Linked DNA regions of Mus musculus: all the other regions are linked to region 3. Evidence: chromatin contacts called from public promoter capture Hi-C data. All regions are on one chromosome and are shown on one strand. Each heading gives the region's core, a stretch centred on a gene start, on an enhancer-like site or on the middle of the called end of the contact. The rest is flanking DNA. Distances are from core to core; before and after follow the strand shown.

Evidence for each region. Promoter capture Hi-C pulls out the DNA fragments that hold promoters and counts their contacts.
Region 1: a contact with region 3 is called in a promoter capture Hi-C map of liver, with 4 times the contacts expected there. The contact joins the promoter of Copb2 here to the promoter of Zbtb38 in region 3. A contact is called at or near these places in 4 of 39 promoter capture datasets (hippocampal neurons, liver and pre-B cells).
Region 2: a contact with region 3 is called in a promoter capture Hi-C map of hippocampal neurons, with 3 times the contacts expected there. The contact joins the promoter of Paqr9 here to the promoter of Zbtb38 in region 3. A contact is called at or near these places in 2 of 39 promoter capture datasets (hippocampal neurons and liver).

What each region holds. Positions count from the first base shown.
Region 1 is chr9:98,562,382-98,565,207 of GRCm38.p6, reverse strand. It overlaps Copb2 (coatomer protein complex, subunit beta 2 (beta prime)), which reads right to left and starts at 1,477. Exons shown (of 22, transcript NM_015827.2): 1 at 1,385-1,477. The coding sequence starts at 1,387. 4930579K19Rik (RIKEN cDNA 4930579K19 gene) reads left to right here and starts at 1,597. Exons shown (of 1, transcript NR_029444.1): 1 at 1,597-2,748.
Region 2 is chr9:95,558,272-95,560,971 of GRCm38.p6, reverse strand. Paqr9 (progestin and adipoQ receptor family member IX) reads right to left here and starts at 1,338. Exons shown (of 1, transcript NM_198414.3): 1 at 1-1,338. The coding sequence starts at 1,013.
Region 3 is chr9:96,718,568-96,721,267 of GRCm38.p6, reverse strand. It overlaps Zbtb38 (zinc finger and BTB domain containing 38), which reads left to right and starts at 1,418. Exons shown (of 3, transcript NM_001359959.1): 1 at 1,418-1,482.

The DNA of each region.
Region 1 (2,826 bases), core at 228-2,727, 1.8 Mb before region 3:
TTAGCCTAGCCAGAGGATTCTTCCCCATCCACGTACACAGCTCTTCTTGCTTGTGGAGTGGTTTATTTCTGAAGGGCAGGCTCAGTGCTTATCCAGCTCCTTCTCTCCACACCATATGTATTTGGGAATACGGGAGGAACAGGTAGTATAGATGAGGTCCACAGTCTTGCTAGAAGCCTCAGCTGCAGCGCTCATGTCAGACACATGGTAGTAAGTTTAATTAACACCCAAGGTTTGACTTGTATAACAGGGATAATAATAATATCTCTCTTAGCATTCTGAGAATTAAAATCAGAGTTCAGTTAGAGCAGAGCACGGCTTATAGTAACCACCATAAACATTACTCATAATTATCCACAGGCTGCGGTGACAATCAGCTGGTAAATGTTTAGCAAAATGCAGGACAGTGAAATGCTCCTATGGTGAGTGAGCAAATAAATAAAGTCATGTTTTGTACTTTTTACTCGAGACTTAAAATACAGCCATCTTTTAGTATCTCTGCACATGGTTCCAGTATCCTCCACCAAATCAAAACGCTCACGTTCAGTTATTTAAGTGCTTATAATTTACCCATCACTCCTGGTCATCTCTAGATTAGTTAGAACACCGATACAGGGGTCAAAGTTGTAAAGAGTCGTTGTATACTATGACAGCACATGTTCACACAACAGTTTTCCTCAAATGTCTTCCACCGAAAGCTGGTTCAATGTGTGGGTATGGAACTCACAAACATTGAAGAAGGAAAGTCAATTTTTAATTGACTATTAAAAATATGTCTCAAAACTAAGTTAGGCAGATCTCAGGGCCTTCCCCAAAAAGGTCATCCTCTGTGTGCACAGAAGGCCCAATCAACATCAACTAGAAAACGACGAGCTGGGCTGCCATAGCATTTGAAATTTCACCTCTGGCTCCATATACATTTAACTTTGTTTAGTTCTGGTTTTCCTCTGCTTAAGTTTGCAATGTGGTGCCTGCACACTACCAAACACCTCACGCAACCTGGAAGGTGGGTTAGCAAGCACCACCCTCAATGACAGAATAAAGTGACTTGGTCAAAGTTGCCTTTGGCATCCGAGTCCTGACTCTAGCATTTACTTGCACTACCGGACCCGGTGCAGACTGCAAGGGCACTGACAGGCGCCCTGACCGCCCTGAGAGTCGGGGGCGCCGCTCCTTCGCGGGTACCCAGTTACACTACTGTGTCACCACGGCAGCCTCCCGGTCTGGCCTTCTTCCTCCCAGGACGCCAACGGGACAGGAGGACCCCGTCAGGCCGCAGCAGTAGCAGCGCAGACCGCTTCTAGCTACTGCTCCTAGCCAAGAAGCCCCGGGAACCCGCCGCAGCCGGTGGGCTCCACTCTCTGTCCCCTGAGGCCCGACTTACCATGGCTCCGACTGTCCGAGCGAGCCCCTGCCCGTCACAGGCTCAAGGCGACACACTCAGGAACCCACCGACCCGTGGACCGGCCAACCCACTGACGTGGAACTTCCGGGAAGCGACTCTCGCGGTACTCGGAGCCAGGCTCTGCGCCTGCGCACACCCTCCGTAAGGCGGTCCGTGCATGGTCCCGCCCCAGTTTCCTAGGTAACGCGGACTTCCGCGTCTCCCGCTGCTGAGCTGGCTGATGGAGTGTATTGCTGTGGCCAGAGTTGGGCGGTGACTAGCGGCGGTCTGGGCTGCTCACCTTCGGTCAGTTTCAGAAAGGCAAGAAGATGGAGCGCAGTGCTGGATTCCTGCTGAACGTCGGCAGCAGTGGAGGGGCCCGGAAGCGCTATCCGAACAGCGTGAGCCTCTGGCAGAGAAAAGAAAGCTCTAAAACTGTGTACTCCAGCGGGCTCCGGAACGGGGCCCAGAGCGGTGTCTGGGTCTTGGGTGAAACCGACCGAGGCGGAAAAGATGTGGGCGCGGCTCCCGCCTTTGAGGCTCCGAGGAGCCCTGAGATCTTGGTTCTGGAGGCTCCCGGAGGCAGTCGGGTGATTACCCTTCAAAGAGCATCCACCGGGTCGTTTGTTTGGCTATGTACCTTCAGTTGGTGGTACTGCCACATCACGTAGGAGTCGTCTCCGTTTTATTGATTGGAAATGTAAGACTCAAAGAACTCAGGTTTACTGGCCAAGATGGCATAGTAAGTAGTGTTGTTAAGATCTGGGCTCAGGGGAGAATACGCCCTGGAAGCCCAGTGCTCTATCTGCTATGCCAAAATAGCTCTTTAATAAATTAGTTGAATTTCAAAAAAATGATTGCCAGGAAAAGTGCAAATACATTGTGTATCGATTTCACACACCTTTTAAAAAGATAATGCTATGAAACAAATGGAAGTTGCCCTTAGCTCCTTATAAACCTCTAGTTGGAGAAAAGCCTAGGTTTCCAGAAAGGAATTGTATAGCCTGAGAGAAGTAAGGGTGAGTTTTCATTAGGTAGTGCCTGGCTCTTGGGAGATTTATAGGCCTCAGTTTTTCATATACAAAAAGTCAGATAGTTTTCAAAGATCCATTTTTACTATTCTGTCAGTAAAAACAAATTTTCTCTCAGTAATGAGATTTTTACATAATTGACATGAATAATCACATAATCGCATACTGTAGCGCAACCAATTGCAAGAATTAGTTGAAACTTTTTAAAATGTGAACTATATCTAGTGTGGAGAATAGCTGGGCTTCTATTATTTTTGATTCCTTAATTCTCTTTGCATTTTTAATTTGACACAGTATCAATAAATATAAAATAAAATAACATCTCCATTCCACAGAACCTGTTGATAATACTTAAATCTATATAACACCTGTAGTTTACCTGCTGGAGAGTTAAGCCCCCACCTGCCGTGC
Region 2 (2,700 bases), core at 89-2,588, 1.2 Mb after region 3:
GGTGCCTGGAGGAACTGGCGCAGGCCCTCTTCCACGTAGTACACCTGGTCATAGATGCTGAGGAAAGTGAAGATGTGGAAGAGCTGATGGCTGTGGCCAATGATGTCGAAGAGACCCGGCTGGATGCGCTCAGGGATCTTGCTCACGTTGAAGAAGGCGGCCACCACCAGCCAGAAGTAGCGGCGGTAGAAGTGCACGAAGAGTGTGGGGTTCTCGCCTCGCAGGTCGAAGAGCCAGCTCTCTAGCATAATGGGGCAGGCCATGCTGAGCGGCATGACGAAGACGAAGGTGCGCAGGGCGAACGGGTAGGAGCACCAGTCGGTGCGGCTCTTACAGCAAGCCACGGTGCAGGCCACAGCCAGCACGAAGGCCACGGGCAGCACGAGCGCGCGGTAGACCGCGATGAGGCGGGTGCAGTCCACGTGCCAGCCCAGGCGCTGCTGCACATACGGCGTCATGACCCTGGCGTCCAGCAGGCTCAGGCTGGGCAGCAGGTAGTAGTAGTAGGCCACGGTGCTGCCGAAGCCATAGTAGCTGATGGAAGCGTAGTCCAGGTAGAAGAAGGCGGCGCGCAGGCGCAGCGACAGGCAGCTGAACACGTGCGCCGTGCAGCTCATGGCGAAGGTCAGCAGCACCCCCGACGCATAGCACCACAGCGGCAGCAGCCAGGGGTGGTGGAAGGGCACATCGCTGCCGCCCAGGAAGAAGAGGCGGCAGAACTTACTGAGGAACAGCAGCAGCGGGATGAAGTGCGTCCAGAAGTTGAGCGTCTCATTGGTGGGCTTCAGCACCGAGGCCAGGCACTCTTGCGCGGTGCACGGCAGCCGCCGGTAGCCGGACAGGATGAAGCACTCCACGAAGTCATCGGGCACCTCGTCCCAGCGCAGCAGCGGCTTGGTCGTGGCCGCCGGCGGGCTCCGGGGGGCGGAGGCGGAGGCGGGATGCGAGCGCCGGGAGGTCGAGGCCGGCGGTCCCTTCACGCCGGCGCCCCGCTGCTGCAGGCGCCGCGGCATGGTGCCCCGGGCTTAGCTAGGGCGCGCGCGAGGCCACCGCGGGCGCCGGGCGCCGTCGGAGCCTTTGTGCGCGCGCGCGCGCGCGGGACCGCGGCCGCAGGTTGGCTACGCGGCCTCGGCTTGGAAGCGGGCTGCTCCGGGGGCTCGGCGCACCGGGCGGGAGGCTGCTGCTGCGCGCGCGGCTTGCCGGCGGCGTCCTCGCCACGCTCGGGTCTCTCAGCCCGCGGCCGGCCGCGCTGCGGTGGCGGCGGTGGCGCGGCTGACTGCGGCGGTGGTGGCGGTGGTGGCGGCGGCGGCGGCGCGGCGGTGACTGGGCATCGTGCGCGCGGGGCGGGCGGCGGGAGGCGGGATGTGCGCGAGGCGCTGGCGGGGGAGGGCGGCGCCGCGCAGGGCGGGGGCCCCCGGGGTTAGGGTGTCTGCGCCGCGGCGGGGGGATGGAGGTGTCCCCTGTCTTGCGTCTCCTACCATCCCCCCCTTCTCGGGCTGCGACCGCTCGGGCCGCCGCGTTAATGATTGATGCGGGGCCGGAGGCTGGCCAGAGACGCGGCCGCCGGCGCCCAGGGCGAGAGGGTGGGCAAGGGTGGGCGAGGGGGTTCGAAGTGCGACAGCCACGCCGGCGTTCTAGAGGACACTGGGGACCCGAGTTCGTGGGGGGCGGGGAGCCGGGCTGGGCGGAGGGATGCTCTAACTGTAACCTGCGGAGGTGTCAGGGAGGGCACTGCGGTACCCGCTTAGAGACGGTGTCCGAATCCGAGCTTGGCGGTTGTCAGACAGCTGGTGCTGCCTGCCTCTCTGTTCTGCTGTCTGTCATCCGTGTGTGAGTGTGTGTGTGCCCCCCTCTGTGTGTGTGTGTGAGTGTTGCCCTCCTACTCAATCCACGTCAAGTCCTAGTTTATTTCCTTACTCTAGCGGACCTATTCAGGTGCGTCACTATCCTCCTCCTCTCTCTCTTTGTGGTGTCTAAAGGGACCTAAAGGGACAATTCCCAAGCTGGTCTTCAGCTCAACTCACCAACTCGGAAGCCCCAGCTTACTCCTCTGTGGCTTCTTTAACTAGGAATCCGATGAAGAGCTCAGGAGCGCTCGACAACGGATTTTCAGGAACAGTTTCAGATGATGGTTTGGGGATTCAGAACGCCTCTAAGGAGCCGGGGAATGTATTAAAAAGGGTTTCCCAAGCAGAGCTGTGCAGGAGCCTCGGGAGGAAGCAGATGAGGGAAGACTATAGGCGTCTTCTAGAACAAACCAGAAAAGAGAGTTGAGAGGGTTCCTAGAGGCTTAGCATCGATGGTTTAGAGAAACCTATGCATAATTAACCTTAGAAGTACCTGGCAGGTCTAGTATGAGTTTCTTCAGGCAAGGGGCCCGAAGAAAAGGAGACTTGAAGAGTTCAGAGGTTTGTGATGAGCAGCGGTGTGAAAAATATCATAACCTAGACTTCCAAGATGGGGGTCTCCCAGTGACGTCTCAAATGTTCACCGTGTTCCATCTTTCAGTGATACTCCGGGTGTGGCTTCATCTGACCGGAGTCTTCACCTTGGTATAACAAAGATATACATACAGTTTTGAGGTGTTAGGCACTTGATGTCTTACAGCTTTAAAATATCTTAGATACTCTTTCCCCCATTTTGCAGATAAGGAAAATGGAGGCACCATGGCCATGTTGAGTACACCCAGGTGGTGAATGT
Region 3 (2,700 bases), core at 169-2,668:
TCAATGCTCAGACGTGTCTGAAGTTAGAGAGCACTTACAATGCTAGGTGCTATTGTAAATGATCCACGTGTATTATTTAATTCAATTTAAAAAAATCACCTAGGAGGTAGACATTAATACTAAAACATATTGCATGTTAGGTACCAAAGCTGAAGGTCAGAGAAGTGGCCGTACATAGCAACAAACCTAGGCTGTCAACACAGGCCTGCTGAATCCAGAAGGCCAACCAACCTTGCCCGCTACCTCCCACCGGTCCCAGGGAATCAGCCACAGCCATACAGCTTACAGACTTCCCAGTCTTTGTGCACCAGTTTTCCCGAATTTTAAAATCATCTTCAGAGTTTCTAAAAGCCTCAATGGAAACACAAACAGGCAATTAGACCACGAGTTTCTTCAGTTTTGTTTTTTAAGGCTGGTATCTACCATTGCCAACAAGTTAGATCAGGTCTTGTGGAAGTTCTCATTGGCAGTTATGTAGACAAAAACATTCAAGCTCCCTTTTTTTTTAAGGGGAAGATGAATCATTACTTAATACATGCAGTTTAGTGGAGTTAATCTGTGAACACTGGCCTATGGAGCGAGAGAATAAAAGGGTGTTTGGCATCGAGAAGGTCGGGAACTGCTCGTTACATGTGTATGCACGTTGCCCAACCTGTCAGCCTTCACAACTCTGCATTTTTTTAAGTGACACCATTCTTCCTGCATCGTTTATGGGGCTTTACTTTGCATATAGTATTAAAAATCTACTCAGCTCACCAAAATGATCATATTCTTAATGTTTGGTCAAGGAACTGGGGTGCATAAATGGCAAGTACTGTATTCCAGGAAAATACCCTTTTTCAAAACCTTAAGGTTTTGCCAGGGAGCGAGTCGTTTTCCAAAGGACACACACACACACACACACACACACACACACACACAAAATCAAAAACTAAAAACAAACAAAAAATACTAAAGACTCAATGCTGGATGGTTCAAAACAAACACCTGCACTTAGGTGTGCGTGGGGCAGTAGGTGCCACACTGCGAATCTGTGTGGGAAGGATGTCAGCGGGCAGTCGGTGGCTTTTATTTTTTTCATTGCATGAAACAGTTCTTATACCATGGTGGGAAATAATCCAGGCGTCCCCTGACAGCCATGAGAAAGCACAGGTGACACCCTGTTCTCAGAATTTGGTGCGGGTTAAAACTGCATAGGGTGCCCGGGGCCTGCTCGGTGGCTGCGCAGCATCTGTGCGAGCCTGGCTCTGCCGCAGTGGCGCCGGGGGGTGCGGGAGCCTCGCGGCCTGCAGCGTCCCGGAAGCCCTGCGCGTCGGCGCCCGAGGTCGAGCGACCGTCCGGCCTGCACTGCACCAGGGGCAGACCGGGGCGTCCGGGCCCAGCCGCCGGCGTCCATTTTCTGGGCGGCGCTGCGGCCGGACTCGCAGGTCCGGAAGCGCCATGGACCCCGCGGGAAGCGCGCGGGCGGCGGAGCGGAGCCCCGTAAGTGCGCGGGGTCCGCGCGACTCCGGGGCGTGGAGGTGGGGAGGCGGGAGCCGGTGGGCAGCGCTCGCGCCGGGCTGCAGCGGACGCGGAGCGGAGCGGAGCCTACGGAGCAGCCAGCGTCCGCAGGTGCCCGCGTCCCGCCCCACCAGGCTCGGCTGCAGGGGGGCAGCGGGGAGTGACGCGCACCTGGGGCTCGGGACTGTCGCGCCTCCCCTCCGGTGAAGCGCAAACCCGGGCTGCTTCCTGACCCTACCCGTTCGCGATGAGATCCTAGTGCGACACCAAGCCCCTGGAATTGAACCGGATGTTCAAAGGCAGGGCCCTGCCTCCAGGGGTTGCAGCCTTGGCCTCCTGCTCCTGCTTGCTGCAGCCGTCTGTCCGTTGGGACAATTCAACAGTCAGCCTTTAGACACCTCTTTGCAGGTTAGCTGATAAATAACCTGAGATTTTAATCTGTCTGCGCTTCCACTTTATAACTCCTGCTTTGCGGTGGGTAAGTGCCTGGTTCCCATTCTGGATATTGGGCCTGATTGGAAAACCCTTGTAATGATCGGTTCTAAATGATAACCGTTTATGTTGCGTATGCATATTTGAAAGGTTAAAGGGCATTCACCTAATTGGGAAGCTCAAGTGCTTGCTCTGGTTCGCGTGGCTGGAAAGACTCGTTTTGTTGTGGTTTCAGAGAAACTTATAGCGTCTTACAGTAGCTAAGATCAAAGAGCAGAGTTTGTGTTTTGTGACAGGGTCTGGTTAAGGAGCCTAGAATGGTTAATAGGTTAGCCCAAGCTGGTTTCGAACTTGCCACTTGCAGCGGTTGACTGACTGCTAGGATGATAGGCCTTCTACCAGTGTTTTTCCAGGACCAAACACGCATTAGAATTCCTTTGATGGGTCATTGCTGAAAATTTTGAAAAGATTAGAATATATAGTGCGAAAAGACTAGAAAAAGTAACCGTTGCACACAGTACAGATAAGCATAGTTTAATGAAGCCTTTGGCTTATATAACATCATTTGTAATAAAATGGGTCACTGTCAAAAAAGCCTTTAAGACTCCAATTTAGCGTTCTGTGGTGGGGATTTTGCACCCAAATCAGACTGGGTTTGTGCTGATGTTAACCTGGGTTTGAATCCCGACACTCACCCAGGGTGACCTCCAGAAACAGGTTCACGGCACTGTTTGCAGCTGTAAAATGGGGAACTGTTCCCTACAGCTG